Linked DNA regions of Mus musculus: region 1 is linked to region 2. A link is a contact called in public Hi-C data. All regions are on one chromosome and are shown on one strand. Each heading gives the region's core, a stretch centred on a gene start, on an enhancer-like site or on the middle of the called end of the contact. The rest is flanking DNA. Distances are from core to core; before and after follow the strand shown. Region 1 overlaps Sgpl1 (sphingosine phosphate lyase 1). Region 2 holds the start of Pcbd1 (pterin 4 alpha carbinolamine dehydratase/dimerization cofactor of hepatocyte nuclear factor 1 alpha (TCF1) 1).

Region 1 (5,683 bases), core at 2,990-5,489, 40 kb before region 2:
AGAGCCATGAATTTTCTGTTTGGCCCTTAACTCACAGGCTTAATCATCTCAGATCAGTTTATAATAACAGTAATAGAAGGACTGGATCTAAGCCCTATACTTTTAAATTTTTAGTATCAATAGAAGAAATTTATACCAATGAAACCTTGATTTTTGCATCAAAATAAATTCTTTACCAAGATAAGAAACTATGACTTCAACTTAGTAACAATTAAAAGATTTCTACCACATGAGATTATGGTGATGCAATCAATTCTATCTCTCCCTTTCTGTTCCAATTATGACCATTTCTACATTCCCCAGAAAGACAACCTATAATAACCACCTCCAGCCCCAAAGCCTAGGGAACTGGGCCGATGACTCTTCATAACTTCTTCAAGCTGAATATGGGCGATGAGATATTTTGAAGGGGTAGGAGAAAGGGTAGGGAAAATAGGATAGTTGGTTGGCCTTAAGAAGGCCACACCAACAATTCTATTAGTCTCTGATGTCTATGTCCTGACTGGATCCAGCTGAAAGTCCAAGACATCAGGAGTTCAGGCAGGTTAGCTCAGCATGTCTGAGGAGACTCACCAAGGCTGTATATTCTGTAATATACAAATCTCAAAACATTTTAGTGTCATCAAGATAACTTTTTTGTTCGATTCTCTGTAATCTAGTTCTTCAAGGAGTCTCCCTCTATCAAATCTGATCCATATTACTGTGAAAGGTGTATAGATACACTAATCACCTTTTCTAAAAACGCAAAGACAAAACCTTTCTCCTAATTCAGCATATCTTTGAGCCAGTAACCAGAAAAACCTTTATTTTGACCTCTCCCAGAGGAATAATAGAACCACAAAACTCAACATCATACCCATTTTAAAAGTTAAAACAATCCAAAACAAATTGAAGTAAACTAAAATACTGTATGTGCCTATTCTTAGGCCTTTTCTATTTTGTCATGCAGGATAATAACCCAAAATTCCTGTGGAGTCCACATTAGACAATTTGAGTATCCTGTAAGACGTAGTAGAGCAATATATCTTTATACCCTTTTACTGTTTGGCTCTCTGCCTAGAGCAGCCATCTTGTTATACCATGTATCTGTTGATCTCTCTACCTGGAGTCACAGACATGAATAATTAACACCTGATCCAAGCAGACAATGATTAGCACTGCACTCTCTACTCTGGAGTCAGTGACTAATTTTCCTATCTTAGTTCTGAACCACAGGTGAAATTCTCCATGTTGATTGAGACAGAATCTGTATATAAATCTACCCTAAAAGCAAATAATCTCAAATTTAAATTCACAGTTCAATCCCTCTGCCCTAAAAAGTAGGCAACTTCATTTTTTTTAAGACTTATTTATTTATTTTATGTATATGAGTACACTGTGGCTGTACAGATGGTTGTGAGTCATCATGTGGTTGTAGGGAATTGAACTCAGGACCACTGCTTGCTTCAAGCCCTCTCGCTCCAGCCCAAAGATTTATTTATTATAAGTACACTGTAGCTGTCCACACTGTAGCTGTCCTCAGTCACACCAGAAGAGGGCGTCAGATCTCATTGCGGATGGTTGTTGGGATTTGAACTCAGGACCTTCGGAAGGGCAGTCAGTGCTCTTAACCACTAGTCATCTCTCTAGCCTGAGCCATCTCTCCAGGTGGCAACTTCATTTCTTTCTCTCCCCCACCCCCTCTGTAATTCCCCACAGCAGGGGATCTCAGGGCTGCTAGCAGTTTCTTTGTTTCAAAGTTGATTAAGTCCAGGTGACTGGTTTTAGCATTACCCAGTTACTCTCTTTAAAAACAAACAAACAAACAAACAAACAACAAAACCACTCTTAACTCTCAGGCTAACAATCTTAAATTTCTAGTGGATACTTGCCCAATAAGCTGGTTCACCATCTGTTGGGGGAAATATTAAGAAGCACTTGTGCCTCTGCCCCGATGGGCAGGCTGCCCATGCACTGGTGGGCAATGGCTGACCTGTTTTTATTTCGTGGAGACTCTTGACTCATAACTCTACAATCTCTCCACCCAGCTCGCTAGGTTCCCACTGTTGAGTCACTACCACACCAGCCCTGTGCTTCAAATCCTCCATGGCCTTTGTGGTGCACATCAGGCAAACTCAGGCTTTGACACCTTTACCTTTCTCTCTTGAACCCAGATGAGCCACCATGTGAAGGAAAACACAACACAAACTTAGTTCAGAAACAATGGTAACTCAATCTCTAGGCGCAGCAACTAAAACCTAATCTTGTAGATCTTATAATAAAATATGATTACTCCAGGCAAGAATCCTCGTGGATCTACCATATACCAGGAAACTCTAACAGCTACATCTTACCCTTCCAAAAGGGCCTTTGTTTTGCTTTGTTGTTGTTGTTCTCCTCCTCCTCCTTGTCCTCCTCTTTTTTCTTCTTCCTTCTCTTCTTCCTCCTCTACTCTCTTCCTCTGGCCTTGAACTCAAGAGATCCACATGCGTCTGCCTCTGAGTACTAGGATTAAAGCACTAGGATTAAAACCACCCAGCAGTGGTTTTTAAAGTCCCCCATTGTGAGAAATTTTTTTGCCTTCTTTTTCCTATAGGCTGGTATTTCGAAGAGTTAACAGCCTTCACATTCTTCTAGTATAGGCTGCTCTCTAAATTTCCCATCCTTTAGGATGCAAAGCCTCATCTAATTTTCTAAGCACTATCTTCTCTGGCTGGACAGTCAGTAAAGAAATCTTAAGTTCTGAGGAAGCTGCCAAAGGGGAGAGAGGGGCCTAACACCTTGGCTATCTGTGCCTTTTTCATAAGATGAGCACTAAGTATACTATGTACTAAAAATGGGTGGTAATGATTTATTTCTTGCCAAGGGAATAGTAGTTTTTCTTATGTTAGTGTTTATACTTAGGGCTTTATGTATGCTAAGGCAAGGGCTCTGTCACTTCTATCCCTTTCTTTGCAGGATTTCAAAGTAGAAGATTCAAATTTTCTCTAGTATCTGTCCAAGGAGTAAATATTAGGAACATTTGATCTAGTTGACCTGATGGATATGACCTGGTGGATTAATATGGCAGATTTAGCACTTCTTGAGGAAGCTTGGTGAATTTACTTTCCTTCCTTCTCAAGAGCTGGATAATTGGGTCTCAGTAATATAAGTGGGTTGTTGGCTATTTCCCTAAAAAGAAAGAGATGGGGAAAGGGTCCTCCAGTTCTCCTTACCCCTCCTTTGTACTAGGAATTGAACCTAGGGCTAGTCAAGTGTTCTACTTGACTTAACTACAGTCTCAGCTCTCTCACCTTTCTGTTTTTATTAATTTATTTTGAGACGGAGTTCACTAAATTGCCCAGGCTGGTCTTGAACTTGTGTTCCTGTTGGAAAATCAGTGTTTCTGGGCCTTCTGCACTAAGTTAACTTCTAGTGGGGTATTCTTAGGTAATATTGATGTACTCCATTGGTTTAGTAGAGAGTAGTGAACAAGAAGTTATTCTTATGTGGGCTTGAGCTGAGGGGAAACACATTTAAAGATTAGTTTGTGAGCCTTAGCTTCTTCATTATTAAAATGAAGATTAGAATAGATGGGCTTTGAGATTATTTTAAATGGTAACTTTTTATGACTTTGAAGTAAATAATTAAAAAAAAATAAAAATTTTTATCTGGCTGATGTTTGCCTGTATGGATATTTGTGCACCACATGTGTACCTGTGGAGGCCAGAAGAGAGTGCCTTCTCTCCTGAAACTAGAGTTACATACTTTCGGCTGTGAGTAGCACCCGTGTGTGGTTGCTGGGAACTGAACCTGGTTCCTCTGCAAGCAGCAAGCTTTCCTAACTGCTGAGCTTTCTCTAGTCCCCAGAGTACTTTATGAATTAATTTCCGTTTCTTTTAGAATCAGTAGCAGGTGTGTAAGTTTGCAGTTTGAGAAAGCCATGTGCAGAGTACTTGGCTTGTGTAGATATCATTCTGGCCATTTGGCAGTGTTATCTATCTTGGTTGGGGGCAGGGGTAGTGAAGCTGTGGGTCCTAGCTTTGGCCATTAGGATAAGTGAGATGGGAGAAACTATGAGAACTGCAGGTGTTGAACCAATGGATCTTCTGGTTTGCACCACTGATGGTTTGATTCTGAAGAACAGGTGATAGGAAATAAAATGAAACAGGCTTGTATCCCCCCCCCAAGCCTATTTTGCAACATGATCCTTGGATCTCAGTATCTTTGCTTATGAAGGACATGATCTGCTCTGATGACCTGAGATATGGTGACTTGTGACTTATCAGTTGAGTATACAGAGTTCAAATGACTGGCCTTTCATTTCCATATTCAGTCTGAAGCCATTGTGCCCTGCACAGCTTCTGTGGTAAAGATGTAAAAATTCTAGGATCTTGTGGAACACATGTTTTAAAGGATATAAGTATTATAATTATTTCACTATAGTTGACTAAGTGTTGAATTCCTAACATGGTAAAGTTGTTCTTTCAGACACTCTAGCAGATAGGAGGTTAATATCCAACTTATTTGTATTCTTACTAGCACTGGAAGACCATGGATTAAAATACTTGAACTGTTCTCTCTCGCTGGGTTTAGTGCTTTGCTTTAGGTCAGACTAAATCACAGTGCCCCTAGGCTAATGCAGTTTGGTAGTGACTGAATCATAAGAAATGACTGAATCAAGGCATGCTAGATATTTAGCATATTAGAAGTTCAAAGAAGACATTGTACTGTGGTGTAAGGATCAACTTTCTGTTGGAAAGTAGCTTTCCCAAAACTCTAATTTTATAGTAGTAATCTATAAAGCTCAGGAAAATCATTACCATTTGAATGTCTTCCTGGGTTAGTGATTAATTTACTCTCTGCCTGATGTCTCAGCTATGGCCAGATGTGTGCTTTCAGACAAACAGGCAATTTGAGAGGTAGCTAGCTTATGTGTACTTTAATTTTGACCATGCAATCTTAGTTTATGTTCCATTATTTAAAAACAAATAGCCAGTTGTGGGAGACAGTAGTAAGGGTTAAGTGTTAGATTGGGATTGATTGACGCAATATGAAAATAAAAGAATAGATCACTGCGGAAGCTGATTGTTCTTAAATCATAACAATAAAGGACAACAGTGGAATGGAGACTGTGCCTAGGTACTGGGGCTTGGAACTTTTTAGGACAGAAAAGGGAATTTTGGGGGTGGAAGATTCCACATGCAGAGCTGATCACCTGCAGTTTCAAGGTTATAAATACCAGTGGAAATTGGTATGTTGATTTCTTATAATGAGTCCATGGATCCTAACATCTTGAAGATTATCAACTTTCCTGTCCAGAGTTTCTCAACTCTGGTTTTAGGTTATTAACCCTTATTAGATTCTTGTGCCAGTGGATACTGGTAGGTGGTTAGGTCATAATACAACTATTTACAACTTTAATTAGATGTGAATGGTACCGTATAGCTAAAATAGAGTCTGCCCTGAACATAAATTATAAACAGAAAGCTCTTGAGGTACTATTGAATGCAGTGTGTTATGCAGTTAGCCCAGGGACACTGAACATTGAAAGAAGACTAGAAAGGTTAGGATTGTAGCTCAATGGTAAAGTCTACGCCTGGTATGCAAGAAGATCTTGATTCAGTCCCCAGAACTCTAATAACAACAGAGAGAGGGAAGGGCTTTGAATATTGAGTTAGAAAACCTAGGCTTCTGGCCTTTTATTCTGTTTCAAGCCTTTCTG
Region 2 (5,242 bases), core at 2,342-4,841:
TTGCCTTCTTAATAGCTGACAACAGCATTTTAAAGTGTTTTAATTTGCATTTATTATCTCCAGTGAGACTGGCTGTTTTTGTGAAGAGTCTCTGTTGGTTCTAGGTTGGAGACAGAAGAGGTGAACATCGACTTATTGGTGAGGAAGGACCTACAGTCCAAGGGTGAACCTTTGGGGAGACTTGGGGTTCTAAGAGATGTACAGAGCAGGGCACAACCCGGGGACAACGCCACTCACCTTGTTGTACACGTTAAACCACTCGGGATGGTGGTCCAGCTTTTCAGCCTGCAGGGCTACTCTTGTCATGAAGCCAAAAGCCTGATAAGAAAGAAGAAAGAGCCAATGGGTCATGGCCAATAAGGCCTCGAAGCAGTAGGGATAGCCTAGCTTTTTCCAGGGAATGCCAGAGCTCTAACACACCCTAGTCCCCACCCCCATAACATCCTGTCCCTGGTCCTGATGCCTGTGCCAGTGTCTAGCATCCCTAGTGTGGTCCACACAGCACAGGCTGTCAGTATTTGCCAATTCTTTGCCGCTTATTAAAGTGCCTTCAAAAGGGCAGATACTTGCTACCAAGACTGTCTCCTCCAATGACTCTGAGTTCCAGAAGGGAGGGTTCAAGTCCCTTCTCCTCTCTGCAGGTCACTTGAGTATGTCTTTCCCCTTGGCTAACAGGACATGACATGAACACACAGAGTGTAGCCCACTCAGGCCTGCTCCACATACCCTGTTGAAGTCTTTAAAATGGAACTGCTTGAAGATAGCATCTCGGCCTTCTACTTCATTCCACCCCACAGCCCTCAGGTTTGGCAGCAGCTGGTCTCGCTCCTCGGCGCTCAGCCTGTGTGCCTTGCCGGCCTAGGAGAGGGAGGATAGAGAGGCCCCAGGGCATTCCATTTATAGGTCAAGAGTGTGCCTCAGACCTTTGGGAGGACTTCAGTGCTGGCTGCTGTGGATTCAGGTGCCCCTTATAGCAAGCAGCAGGCCTTTATGTTTCCAGAGAAGAGCCCTGCCAGGAGGTGGGGTCTGGGCCGTTTACTGATAGACTCTGGGTCCTGTATTTTTTTAGTTTTGTGTTTTTGTGTTTTGTTCGTTTTGGTATATGTGTTTGTGTGGGTAGGTTCAAGTATGGGCATGTGTGCATGTGGAAGCCAAAGGACAACCTCAGATGTTATTGTTTGGATATCATTTATCATTATTTTAATTTAATTTTTTAATTTTATGTATATGAGTGTTTTGCCGTCGTCACAGAAGTCTGTGCACCACCCATGTCTCTGGTCCCTGCAGAGGCCAGAAGAGAGTGTTGGATACCTTAGAACTGGAGCCACAGGCAGTCATGAACTGCCACGATAGTGTTGAGAGTCAGGTCCAGGTCCTTTAGAATAGGAGCCAGTGTTCTCAACCTCTGAACAAATTTCCAACCCCATTTGATTTTTTTTGGACATGGTCTCTCACCAAGTAGGTTATGCTGGCTGGCCACAGAGCCTCAGAGATCCATCTGTCTATGCCTCCCCAGTGCTAGCATTACAAGCACACACTATCACGCCAGTGTTTTAAATGTGGTTTCTGGGAAGGAGAACTCCCATTGAAAGCACTTCACAAACTAGGCCGAATCTGCAGCCCAGATCTTGGGGTTTTTACCTGCTTTCATAGAGAATGCCAAAGAGAATGTGTTGTGGTGAAGTGTTCCCCCATCTCTTGCTCCCAGAGCCTCACAGATGCTTGCCTGCCTTCATCTTTCCAAGACAGCACACCATGGAGTCCCCAAGGTGGTTAGAGCAAAATTCAGCCCAATTCGAACACATTACATGTTCTTCCTGGCATCCCCATTTTTCTGCATTCCCTCTCTATGCTCCATCCCCACACCCATTCTGCAATGTTCAGGTGTTCTAGAGGAGAAACAGGCCTAGACAAAGGGGATGTGAGTGCTCTGCTCTTCCGGCCAGTCATCCTCAGTCAGGAATGAACTGACTCAAGGTGTGGTCTCTTAGAGCTATAGCCCTGGGGTGGGATGCAGAAACCCATTCAAACCCATTCCCAGATGAGTCTCTGCCACCTCCTCCTCGCCCCTGTATAGTCCACAGCTGTCAGGGTGAGGCTCTCAGGGTGGCTGTCTTAGGAACCTAGGACCACAGGGCCCAGACTCAAAATGGAAGTAGTCTGTCAAGGGCACCTGGCATGCTCATTACCCTGTTATACAAAGTGCCCACGGTGTGATCCCCCAGCACATACCAGGTCAGGTCCTGAGTGGACCCCTGGAAAACAGAAGTTAGTGTCTGTTCTGTCCTCTAGAGGAACGTGGGGCCCTGAGTCTAACAAGCTAGGATTGTGAAAGAGAATCACCCAGGGATACAGTGTTCAACTGACAAGGACTCAAATTTGGCTTGGGGAGCAGGAGGAAGGTGAACTGTGTCCTGCAAGCCACCCATCGTTTCCATACCCTGGGGTGGGTATCGAAATGGCCCTTTGGCTTCATGAGTGAAGGGATGAGACCCACTCCTTAGACCAAGAGATGCCAGTGGAAATACTTCAGTAGCAAGGTTATCAAGTGAAAGTCAGCTTCATTAAAAAAAAAAAAAAAAACAAAAAACCAACACTTCCTAGAACAAGAACATCTGTGACAGTTCTCAGGCCAGCAGTGGGGCCTACAGAACCAACACCAGTGTGTGTGTGCTCTCAGAAACAAGGGGCTCCAGCTCAGTGCAGAGATCTGCTCTGTGGTTAATGAAGGGGGTGGGGGACTTCCAGCATTGACCCTTCAGTGGGTGATAAGCGGGACACTTGTAACCAGGCAGCCAGGTATCAACAGGGCTCCACTCTTTAGAATTTTCCAGAACCAACTTTCAGGCTGACAATGCTCTGAACTCAGGTCAGAGGGGTAAGGGCCTTATTTGCTTAGGGAAGCTCTGTCAGCTTGTTAGTGTGGGCTGAGCGATTACTGATTATCCAAGCCTGTGGTGTCTTTGGGCCCAATGACTCTTCCCAGGCCTCAGCTGCCAAAACACCCTCCTATCCCTGATCGAGTACAGAGAACCCGAACCACGCTATTTGGTAAGGGTTGCAGGGAGGTCTAGGGGCTCCTTTCCTAGGGACCTACCTAAGATCCTGACCCACCACCACGCCAAGGTGGGACACAGCACCCTATCTAGGTGTTAGGGCGGGGCTTAAGGCCAGGGACAGCACTGGGTGCAGAGAGAACTGAACACCACCCCCACCCCCACCCCAATCTGGCAAGCCTGTAGGGCCAGGCAGCGCCACGGAGACTTGCCTTGCTGCCACACCCCGCCAGCAGACTAGGCCTGGGAGTTGGGACAGGCTAGGTTTCCAGGCCCACCGCCACCGCCCCCAAGGGAGGCCAGGCGACTCTAGCCCGGCTGGATGGCGCTGCAGGAGGCTCAGCGTGGCCCGCGCCCCCAGCATCGGAGCCCTAGTCGTCTCTCCACACCACCCCCCGCCCCCCACTTCCTGGTCTCCTCTCAGGGTCCACCAGACTTCCTGCGCTTACCATGTCCAGTGCGGGAAGCAGGTGGCGGCAGCGAGGGAGAGAGCAGCGGGCAAGCAGCAGGCCACCGCGGGGGCGGGGCAGAGATCCGGTGGCCGCGGGTAATAATTAACATGGGTCCTCCTTGCTCCACGCCCTTGCAATGCTTTCCATGCCCTGTGCTCTGTGAGCATGGCTGCGTGATGGGCTCCAGGGCAAAAGCTTTGACATCTCAGTACCTCTGCTCCCTCTCTGCCAGAGGACTCTGGGCACCAGACTGCCTGACCTATTGTTACAGTAACAACGACAACAAAAGCCACCCAGATAAATGTCACATACACTGGACTGCACATATATAAAGTGCACAGTTTTAACCATCTTAACAGAACAGAAGACTTTTTTAAAAAAGATTTATTTATTATATATAAGTACACTGTAGCTGTCTTCAGACACACCAAAAGAGGGCATCAGATCCTATTACAGATGGTTGTGAACCACCATGTAGTTACTGGGAATTGAACTCAAGACCACTGGAAGAGCAGCCAGTGCTCTTAACCACTGAGCCATCTCTCCAGCCCAATAGAAGATATTCTAAAGGGACTCAACGTATCCCTCCTTTGGGCTATCAGGCTATTGAAACAATGGAACCCAAGAAATCAGAATTTCTTCCAGGAAAGGCATGGTATGAAAAGGAAAAACTAAGGTCTGGTGCCAGCCAGAGAAGAAACTTGTCTACTGGAAAGATTTCACACCATTCTGGCAATTTGCCAGGCCACCTTGTTTAGTAAGGTATTCCTCTTGCCCGCTGTTTAACCTTGAGCCGTAGATTAGGTCCCAGTGGACAGACTTGGAGGCTCATGGACCCCTTCATTTCTCTTCCCAGTAAAGCTGTATTGAGTAAATCACCTTGCTTGCTGTTTTAATCACTGTTTTAATTTTTAAGATTTATTTGTGTGTGTGTGTGTGTGTGTGTGTGTGTGTGTGTGTGCGCGTGCGCATTTGTGTGGGTGCATGGATTTATGTGTACTGTGTGCTGTATGCATGTAGATGCCATGGAGGCCAAAAGGGAACATTGCATCCCCTGGAATTGCACTTAGGTGTTGTTGTGAGCTGCCTCATATGGGTACTGGAGCCAAATTCAGATTCTCTGCGAGAGCAGTAAGCGCTCTGAGCCCTCTCCACAGCACCTCTGCTGTGACTTGTCTCTTTCGTTGGCATATAGAGAGTAGTGGGTGAGCCCTGCTTGTTAGGACTGCCAGGGTCCAGGCTCTGACCCTAATAACTTCAGTGACATGGAGGGACATGTGCTTCTCTTAGGAATCCATCAGCAGGATTAGGAACACCTCTCCCTGTGCCACCAGATAGCCTCTCTCTTCCAGGGCTCCCCCTAAGCCAATGCTCTTCAATTGCTGGCAAGCAGGTTGCATTTTCTAGACATCCCCATGGCCCCATGCATTGAAACCATTTAGTTTATACTTACCTTTGAAGTCCATTCATGTTCTATGTACCATTAGTTGATTCTTTTCTTTCTTTTTTTTTTTTAAAGATTTATTTATGTATAATGAGTGCTCTATCTGCATGTACACCTGCATGCCAGAAGAGGGCATCAGATCCCATTATAGATGATTGTGAGCCACCATGTGGGTGCTGGGAAATGAACTCAGGACCTTTGGAAGAGCAGTCAGTGTTCTTAATCACTGAGCCGTCTCTCCAGCTCCCTAAAGATCCATTATTTCATAACTGTAATCTTGATACTGTTAT

The links. A called contact is a pair of places that touch in the nucleus more often than the background predicts.
Region 1: a contact with region 2 is called in a Hi-C map of liver, with 1.6 times the contacts expected there. The contact joins the enhancer-like site here to the promoter of Pcbd1 in region 2. A contact is called at or near these places in 2 of 39 promoter capture datasets (embryonic stem cells and liver), 1 of 15 datasets of contacts at CTCF or cohesin (CD8 T cells), 16 of 484 Hi-C or Micro-C datasets (the N1E-115 cell line, embryonic fibroblasts, embryonic stem cells and 4 more), 6 of 115 datasets of contacts at active chromatin or transcription factors (a beta-TC-6 cell line, embryonic stem cells, extraembryonic endoderm stem cells and 2 more) and 3 of 9 other capture datasets (adipose tissue, liver and pancreatic islet).

What each region holds. Positions count from the first base shown.
Region 1 is chr10:61,127,442-61,133,124 of GRCm38.p6, reverse strand. All of the region lies in intron 2 of Sgpl1 (sphingosine phosphate lyase 1), which reads left to right. Among named protein-coding and RNA genes, the nearest start is that of Sgpl1, 17 kb to the left of the region's middle. Within about 2 kb of position 4,239, at least 6 of the 459 cell types and tissues checked have an H3K27ac peak or open chromatin away from gene starts, as enhancers often do. A contact at or near this core is called in hepatocytes, liver and olfactory sensory neurons, where this site is marked.
Region 2 is chr10:61,087,680-61,092,921 of GRCm38.p6, reverse strand. It overlaps Pcbd1 (pterin 4 alpha carbinolamine dehydratase/dimerization cofactor of hepatocyte nuclear factor 1 alpha (TCF1) 1), which reads right to left and starts at 3,591. Exons shown (of 4, transcript NM_025273.4): 1 at 3,506-3,591; 2 at 727-858; 3 at 238-318. The coding sequence starts at 3,508.